Linked DNA regions of Zea mays: region 2 is linked to region 1. A link is a contact called in public Hi-C data. All regions are on one chromosome and are shown on one strand. The core of a region is the stretch at or near the end of the contact, and the rest is flanking DNA. Distances in the headings are between cores, read along the strand shown. Region 1 has its middle 14 kb from the start of LOC100101532. Region 2 holds the start of LOC100280861 (RING-H2 finger protein ATL2M).

The links. A called contact is a pair of places that touch in the nucleus more often than the background predicts.
Region 2: a Hi-C map of leaf shows a contact between it and region 1, with 5 times the contacts expected there. The contact joins the promoter of LOC100280861 here to the enhancer-like site in region 1. A contact is called at or near these places in 7 of 25 Hi-C or Micro-C datasets (bundle sheath, endosperm, leaf and 1 more) and 1 of 3 datasets of contacts at active chromatin or transcription factors (seedling).

What each region holds. Positions count from the first base shown.
Region 1 is chr6:171,341,671-171,345,552 of Zm-B73-REFERENCE-NAM-5.0, reverse strand. It overlaps the pseudogene LOC103631602. Among protein-coding and RNA genes, the nearest start is that of LOC100101532, 14 kb to the right of the region's middle. Within about 2 kb of position 1,277, at least 16 of the 20 cell types and tissues checked have an H3K27ac peak or open chromatin away from gene starts, as enhancers often do. A contact at or near this core is called in leaf, root tip and seedling, where this site is marked.
Region 2 is chr6:171,469,180-171,473,060 of Zm-B73-REFERENCE-NAM-5.0, reverse strand. It overlaps LOC100280861 (RING-H2 finger protein ATL2M), which reads left to right and starts at 1,305. Exons shown (of 2, transcript NM_001153781.2): 1 at 1,305-2,173; 2 at 2,289-2,530. The coding sequence starts at 1,563. The coding sequence ends at 2,298.

The DNA of each region.
Region 1 (3,882 bases), core at 28-2,527:
GACCGAGGACGGGACAAGCGCTCTCTTGGAGCCGCTCGCTTCCCTCACCCGCGTGGACGCTTGTAACCCCCCTACTGCAAGCGCACCCAACCTGGGCGCGGGACGAACACGAAGGCCGCGGGACTTCCACCTCTCTCACGCCCGTCTCTGGCCACCTCGCCTCTCCCCCCTTCGCGCTCGCCCACGCGCTCGACCCATCTGGGCTGGGGCACGCAGCACACTCACTCGTCGGCTTAGGGACCCTCCGGTCTCGAAACGCCGACAGTACCCCTAATTATGGTCCCCGACATATATAAATGCAGATAGTTTTAGAGCTCTAAATTAATTTAAGTTCAAAAATAAATAGAAATATAGTCTGATCCTAATCTAATTCGATTATTAAATTAGAGTTTATTGTCACCCTTACGCATCAGCTTATTATTAAACTTGCTCTTATAATATGAGATTTTCCCCTAACTTTATGGATTTGTTTTTTGTGAATCACTTTTTTCATGATCACATATGTAAACTTAAGTTTCTCCTTATCCGATATTGTATTCACTCTTGTCTTGATCCCCCCCACCACACACACAGAGCAAGCTAAATCTCAAACTTACACGCTTATAAGGCAGCCAAGAGGATCGTCGTTGTCCGAAAACATACTTTACGCTCTTTGTTGAGCACAAAAATGGACAGCCGGGCTGTCCGACCCTATAGGTCGGTCCGTGGTTCGGATGATCCGTGTGTGTATAGAATTAGTTAGGGTTCTAGATTTGTAACTAAATTTGCTAGCAAAATCTACAAAATTAACTTGATAATCGACTTATAATGGATCTAGATCTCCCTCGTACTGTAAACAGATACCTCGTTGCCGCTCGAAGATCCATTCCTCGCCTATCATACACGTCCGTAGTCCGTCTGCTACTGTAGACAGGGACGAACAAGGAGGGAGGTGGCTTCAGATGCAGTTGTTTGATTGTTTCCTTCGGCGAGGCTGCCGATGCTGTCCCGATCCATCCGGTGGCCGTTTTGGTCTCGGACGCTAGCGCAGACGGCAGATCTGTGCGTGCGGCGTGCCTCTAGAGGTCTAGATTACTAGTTTGTCTAGGTTTCATGTTTCCGGTGCCAACAGTGAGATCGAAACATTGTTCCAATGGTGTGGGCTTGTGATGCTTTTTTTTCGTTGTTGAGGACCCTTTCTGGACCTTTTTTTTTTTTCTGTTGCTTTGCTGTATAGACGGCAGAACGAGCCAAACCTATTGGACCAGTATAGTCCTATATCAAAGAAGCGCCGCACTAGACCAACACCTGCATGAGGTCCATGGTTCCATACCGACACGAAGCACGGTTTAGGGCCGTTTATGGACCGCAGTTCCAGCCCGTAGTGCTAGTATGAGCACGATATATAATTAATAGATACAATGTGCCCTGATACATTTTTACGGCATGTTCAGAAACAAAGTATTTTAAAATTATGGTTATGTAATACTACGGTTTTAAAATATCATCACACAAATGTATTATTTATACATCACTCCTAGCAATACTAGCAATACGTGTTTAGTGACAAAGTATCTAAAACCATAATATTTAGTGTACATATGGAAGGCTAGTCATAGACAAAAACTTGGAGTTGCAGTGAAGTTTTAAATACTCTAAAATATCATGGTATCTACAAAATTATGGTATTTAAAACATAGTTTTTTTTACCATGGTATCCAAACACATTTTAACAAAAAATACTATAGTTACCTCAAAACTTTAAAAATACTTTCCTTCCGAACACCCCTATCCATCAGATAGCTTTGGGATAGATTTTATCTATTGGATTCACTATAAAATCGATGCACACGATACGAATGAAACTAATATAGCAAATTATTTCTTACAAGATAAAATTGATGCACACAATTAAAAGCAACTAATATAGCAAATTAAATCTAATTTATGGCATGGATAACCAATTTGACATGGAATCGGTTTTGGGTACATGAGAAATTAAGCGACCCGGTGACTGACATTATATAAATCGGATAATTTGCATTACGAATTCATTGATCTTGGATTTGACATTTACCATATCCTTCTCCGACGATATCTGACAACTTCACTCGCTACTGTGACGCATTCCCAAATCGGACAAGAGCTCGAGCAAAGCGTTGTGAGACGTGCCACCTTGCTGCAGAGCCTCCAGGGCCTTCTCCTTCGCCGCCATTGAGCTCCCACGGAGCGCACGCCCGTCCTCCGAGTGCATCACCCACCTGACCTTCGCCTCCACCTCCTCCGCAGTGACCACCTCCCCGTCGTACCCTGCTATTTCCACCCCGACCCTCGCGTCCTCCACCATGAACACCTTGTTCAGCCGCTGCTCCGCGTACAGCGGCCAGCACAGCAGCGGGACGCCTGCCGTTATCCCCTCTAGAATCGAGTTCCAGCCGCAATGGGTGACGAACGCGCCGGTCGCCCTGTGCCGGAGCACGTCCACCTGCGGCGCCCATGACTTGACCACCAGCCCTCGCGCTTTGGTCTTCTCCAAGAACCCCTCCCGCAGGAGCTCGCCGAGGTCGGGTTCGGGTAGCTGACGATTACCGTCGGCATACAACCCCGTGCCGTCGGGCCGCGGGCTCCGTACCACCTACAGGAACCTCTGCCCGGACATCTCGAGCCCGGTGGCGATCGCCTCGAGCTGCCTCTTGGAGAACGAGCCCATGCTCCCAAAGCAGAGGAACACAACGCTGTTCTCCGGCTGCGCGTCCAGCCACACAAGGCACGCGTGCTTCTTGTCCTGGACCTCTCCGCCTCCAGAGACCAGCGGACCGACGCAGTAAACCGGCGGCGTGGGACGGCCCGGGACGCACGCGCCGTCCCTGAGGGCGGCCACCACCCTGGGCTCCAGCCACTCGAACGTGTTGACGAGCATGCCGCGGCATGCCGGGACCCGCTCGAACGCGCTAAGGAACACCCTGTACACCTGGTTGTCGCGGTCGAGGGCGTTCACGGGGAGCTCCGTGGGTCTGAACGCGGGAACGCCCGGAAAGCAGAGCGGCGCGTCGCCGATGTCCCCGAAGCTGGCGTTCACCTCGGCCTGCTTCTGCGGCATGTGCAGGCTGACGGCGAGGCTGCTGGCGCCGGAGGTGTAGAAGAGGTACGCCGGCACGCCGAGATCCGCGGCGACGTCGAGCGCGTCGACGCAGAAGATGTCGAGGACGAGCGCGCACACGGAGGCGGATTGGAGCGCCGAGCGGAGGTAGTCGCGGAGCGGCGCGTTCGATTGGCGGAGGAGGGCGAACGGATTGTGCGGCGGCTCCTGGCCCTGGTCCTGCTCGACGGCGGCCGGGGGAACGGTGTTGGGCGGTGGCAGTGGCAGCATGTGGAAGTTGATGGACGGGTTGGCCTCAACGGCGCGCGCAACCGCGGACGAGGCGTCCGTCGACGCGGCGGGCGGCACGACGACGACGACGGTCACGGCGAGGCCGCGCCGCAGGAAGAGCTCGCTCAGCTCCACCATCGGCCGGTGGTGGCCGACGCCGATGCCTGGATACAGAATCACCGTGTGCCGGCTGCCGACTCGCCCGCGTGGTGTCGGCCGTGCGCGCGCGACTACGCTATTATATTTGGGCCGTTGGGCCCGTTTGTTCTGTCGGGACTAAGTTTTAGTTTTAGGCCCCGTTTCAATCTCACGGGACTTCCTACTAAACTTTAGCTATATGAATTGAAGTGCTAAAGTTTAGTTTCAATTACCACCATTAGCTCTCCTGTTTAGCTTACAAATGGCTAAAAGTAGCTAAAAAAAGCTGCTAAAGTTTATCTCGCGAGATTGGAACAGGGCCTTAACCTTTGATTTTAGAGATTAAAAATATTCAGAATATATTAAATTGATCATAAGAAGACCAAAATAACTCT
Region 2 (3,881 bases), core at 56-2,555, 130 kb before region 1:
AAGAGTAAAATGAGAAACGGAGAAGATGATAAGAGGTACCTTCATTTTTAAGGCGTGTTTAGAAGCAAGTGTAGTGTAGGGGATTAAGGAGACCAGAATCTTTTACTATTTAAAATTGAATATCGTGGGATTCTAGACCTCTCAATTCTTTACATGTCTCCCAATCAAGTCTTTAGGGTTGACGAGGAAGAAATAAGAGTATGTTTCCGTGAGACGACGAATAGAAATTGAGTTGGAGAACATATTTGAGTTTTAGCCCCTCAACATTGGATAGAGGTTCATTTAGAGCTTGATCCGTTAGAGGTGGATTGAGAGGATTGAAGGTGATTAAATCCTTTCCTATTTAATTTTAAATAGGAGATTTAATCCCTTAATTCTCTCTAATCCCTATGCAACCGAACATGGTCTTAGGAATGATAATAATTTTATGTTGTTATTAATCATCAAAACCAACTAGAATCTTAGATGCTTTCACACCCATATGGTCTGTTTTTTATTGTAGACTGTAGTATTTGTAAAGCTAAGTTTAAATATGAGTAACAACACTTTCATCGAGCAGAGCAAATACAGCAGCATCAACAGCTTGATTTTTAGGGCCCCTTTGGTAAGGCTTATTTTTCAGCTTCGGCTCTGGCTCATGCAAAAGTTGTGCCAAACACCTCTTTTTCAAATGGCTTCACTAGTGAAGTGCTTTTCCAAAATGAACTAGAGGGCATGAGCCAAAAAAAGTGGCTCACCCGGCTTCAGCTCACGTCATTTTTGCACAATAGCCCTCCCACCAGTCCAAATTATTTTTTTTGGGTTCTGCCCTCAATCCCTAGCCACGCACAATAGCCCTCCCACCAGTCCAAACTATATAAGGGTCTTTCTGAAAAAGAACCTATAAGCCATTTTGTCAAATGATTTTTCAGAATGGCTTTGGCTCATCTAAAGAAGTGACTTCACCTTGTGAGCCAGAACCAAAGTCGTTTTTGGAGAAGTCAGAGCCCTGCCAAAGGGGCCCTTATGCTATCCCCGTACGGATACGGCTCCTTGGTCGGCCTAGTATGCACACTAGAAGTCAACGAGGCCACGGCCCTACTCCCGGACACCTCTGTTTTCAGACGAAAACGGAACACGTCTAGCGCAGCCCATACCACGCGCACGGCCCGCAGCAGACCAGCAGTCACCCTACTGCCAGTCCGTGCGCTGGCTGGAGTCAGTGACGGCCCAACGCGCATTGCTCCGATCGCCCTCATCTCCCGCTTGGCCACTCCACTCTTCCAGTTCCCACACAGGCCAAGGCCACCACCGTCCACACCAGAGCACGGCACGGCAGCGAGGTGCACCCGCCCAGTCCCCCGCCATTACTCCGATTCCCCTTCTCGGCTTCTCCTCCTTCCCCGGCAATTAATGCGGCCAACAACCAGATCCAGCCCCCCCGGAAACCTAAGCTCCCGCAAACAAATACCCTCTTCCCATTCTGCCCCTCCCCCGCGCAGCATGCCATCCCGCCCCACGACCACAGCCCCGCCGCCGCCGCCGCCGCCGCCCACGACCACCACGTGGGGAGCGAGAGAGCCATGTCCTTCCTTGACCCGCTCGCCTCGCTCGGCCTCGGCTACGCGATCGCCATCGCGTTCGGATTCCTCGTGCTCCTCGCGTCGGTGCTGCTCGCCTCCTACTTCTGCCTCCGCCGCGGGGCCGCCAGCCAGGGGTTCGGCACCGGAGCCGGCGTCGGCGTCGGCTCCACCAGGCACGCCGCCTCCTCCGCCTCCAGCTCCGGCCACATCTCCATCACCGTGCCCCGCGTCGTCTTCGTCGCGGAGGACTACGACTCGCCTGGGTCCTCCTCCCGCGGCCCCGCCGCCGCGGCCTCCCCCGTCGGGCTCGACGCCTCCGTCATCGCGTCGTATCCGATGGTGCCCTTCTCCAAGGCCGGGGCGGGGGCGGACACGGAGGTCGCGTGCTCCATCTGCCTCTGCGAGTACAAGGAGGGCGAGATGCTGCGGGTGATGCCAGAGTGCAGGCACAGGTTCCACCTCACTTGCCTCGACGCGTGGCTGCGTCGTAGCGCGTCGTGCCCCGTCTGCCGCTCGTCCCCCATCCCAACCCCCGTCGCCACGCCGCTCTCTACCCCACTCTCGGAGCTTGTCCCGCTGTCGCAGTATGCCGCCGACCGTCGCCGGAGCAGGTGATGGCGCTTGACATTTTTCTCATCTCCCATTCTTTCCCTTAGTCTGTTTGATTGATACCGCTTTTATCGACTCTGGGATACCAATCTGATTGTTCCGTTTGTTTTTGGACAGGTTTGGGTGATTAATGGGTGATGGAGATGTGAACTGTTCGGCTAGAGCTACCATAACTAGGACAAAAGTTTTTGCTTGACAGCAGTACATTATTGGACCCAGGAGGAAGACATGCAGTGTACATACATTGTTCTTCTGTTCTAAGATAGTGTCTATCAAGTGAGGTTACCTGTGATCTTATAGTTGTACGCGGAAGATTGTTCTATGAATCATCTTATTTCATCCATGACTTGCATTGCAGTGTACGTTTTTGTTTGTTGGCTATCTTATTTTGGTAGCAAGAATGTGAAAGAAGAACGAGATAGTTCTCCTGAAATGCAGGACTATCACCGTGCTAGCTAAGGGTGGAAAATTAGCCCGTGGGTTGTAGCTCGGAGCGGAGCGGAGCGGCTCGAGGCTTAGAAGTCTAAGTTGAGTCTGTTTTTTTAGCTATAGAAGAGAGTGAGTCAGCTCACCTTGGCTCGCTGCGCTCACGAGCTAACTTATAGTTTAACCTAATAACAATTTATTATTTAAAATTTTAATTAGTATATAATATTAGTACCAAATAGATAATTAGTTTATGATATTTGATATTACTCTACAAAATCAATCTATTTTCTATATCATATTAGTAGTATATTGATTTTATTAATTTAAAATATGTTATTTTAATTATTTTTAAGATTTAAGATTTTATATAATAATTTAAAGGGTAAGTTTACTCTTATGCCTAGGCTCGTTGTCCTGAGTCGACCTTTGAGGCAAGCTAGGCTTGTTTCCACTCTAGTGCTGTCTAATTTGAAAATCTATATTGTAAGGGAAGGAAGAACATTCTTCAATATAATTCTTACTAGTTAATAATATATTTTTGGGTTTTAAGAGACCTCTGGCTCTTGCGCGTCAGATAATTTGGAGAATTGGATGGTTCAGTCACGATTGATTTAATATTCAACAAAGATTAGGTATATAGTTTATGAGGAAGTTAATTACAACTGATATAATTTCTTGTGCTGATTACTGTTTAAAATTCTGGATGTAATTATGTCTTTGAAGTATAAGTACCATGTTATTCATTACGGAAAATCCTTTCTTCCTATTTTTTTAAACTGCTAAAATATACTTGGTGCTATAGACTAGTCTGACTTTTGAAATCTTGTCATGGTTGGATAAAAAAGTAAACCAATTGAGACTAGCTGATATCATGACATGATAAGTTTGTACTCTTATTTACCTACTGGGTTCTTTTAAGGGAAACTGCATGTAAGACCAACTCCAGCAGACTCCCTCTCCGTATCCCTAAAACGCGCGGGCAACACATTCTCTCTCCTCTCCGTATCCGTCTCCGTTTCCAGCAACACTCCCCATCCCACTCCGCATGCAGTCTATGACACCTGGGGCCCGCCAGCAGGCGCGCGCGCACGCAGAGAGCTGCGGAGAGGAGAGAGAAAGTGTGGAAATGGGGAGCGCAGGGACATGGCGTCCATTTTGCGGAGAGGGATGCGGAGCCTGCTGGAGCGCGCAATAGTGCCTCAGACCGTGCAAAATGCGGATGCGGAGTGGGATACGGAGTCTTGCTGGAGTTGGTCTAAAAGGCAAGAAATTGTGACCTCA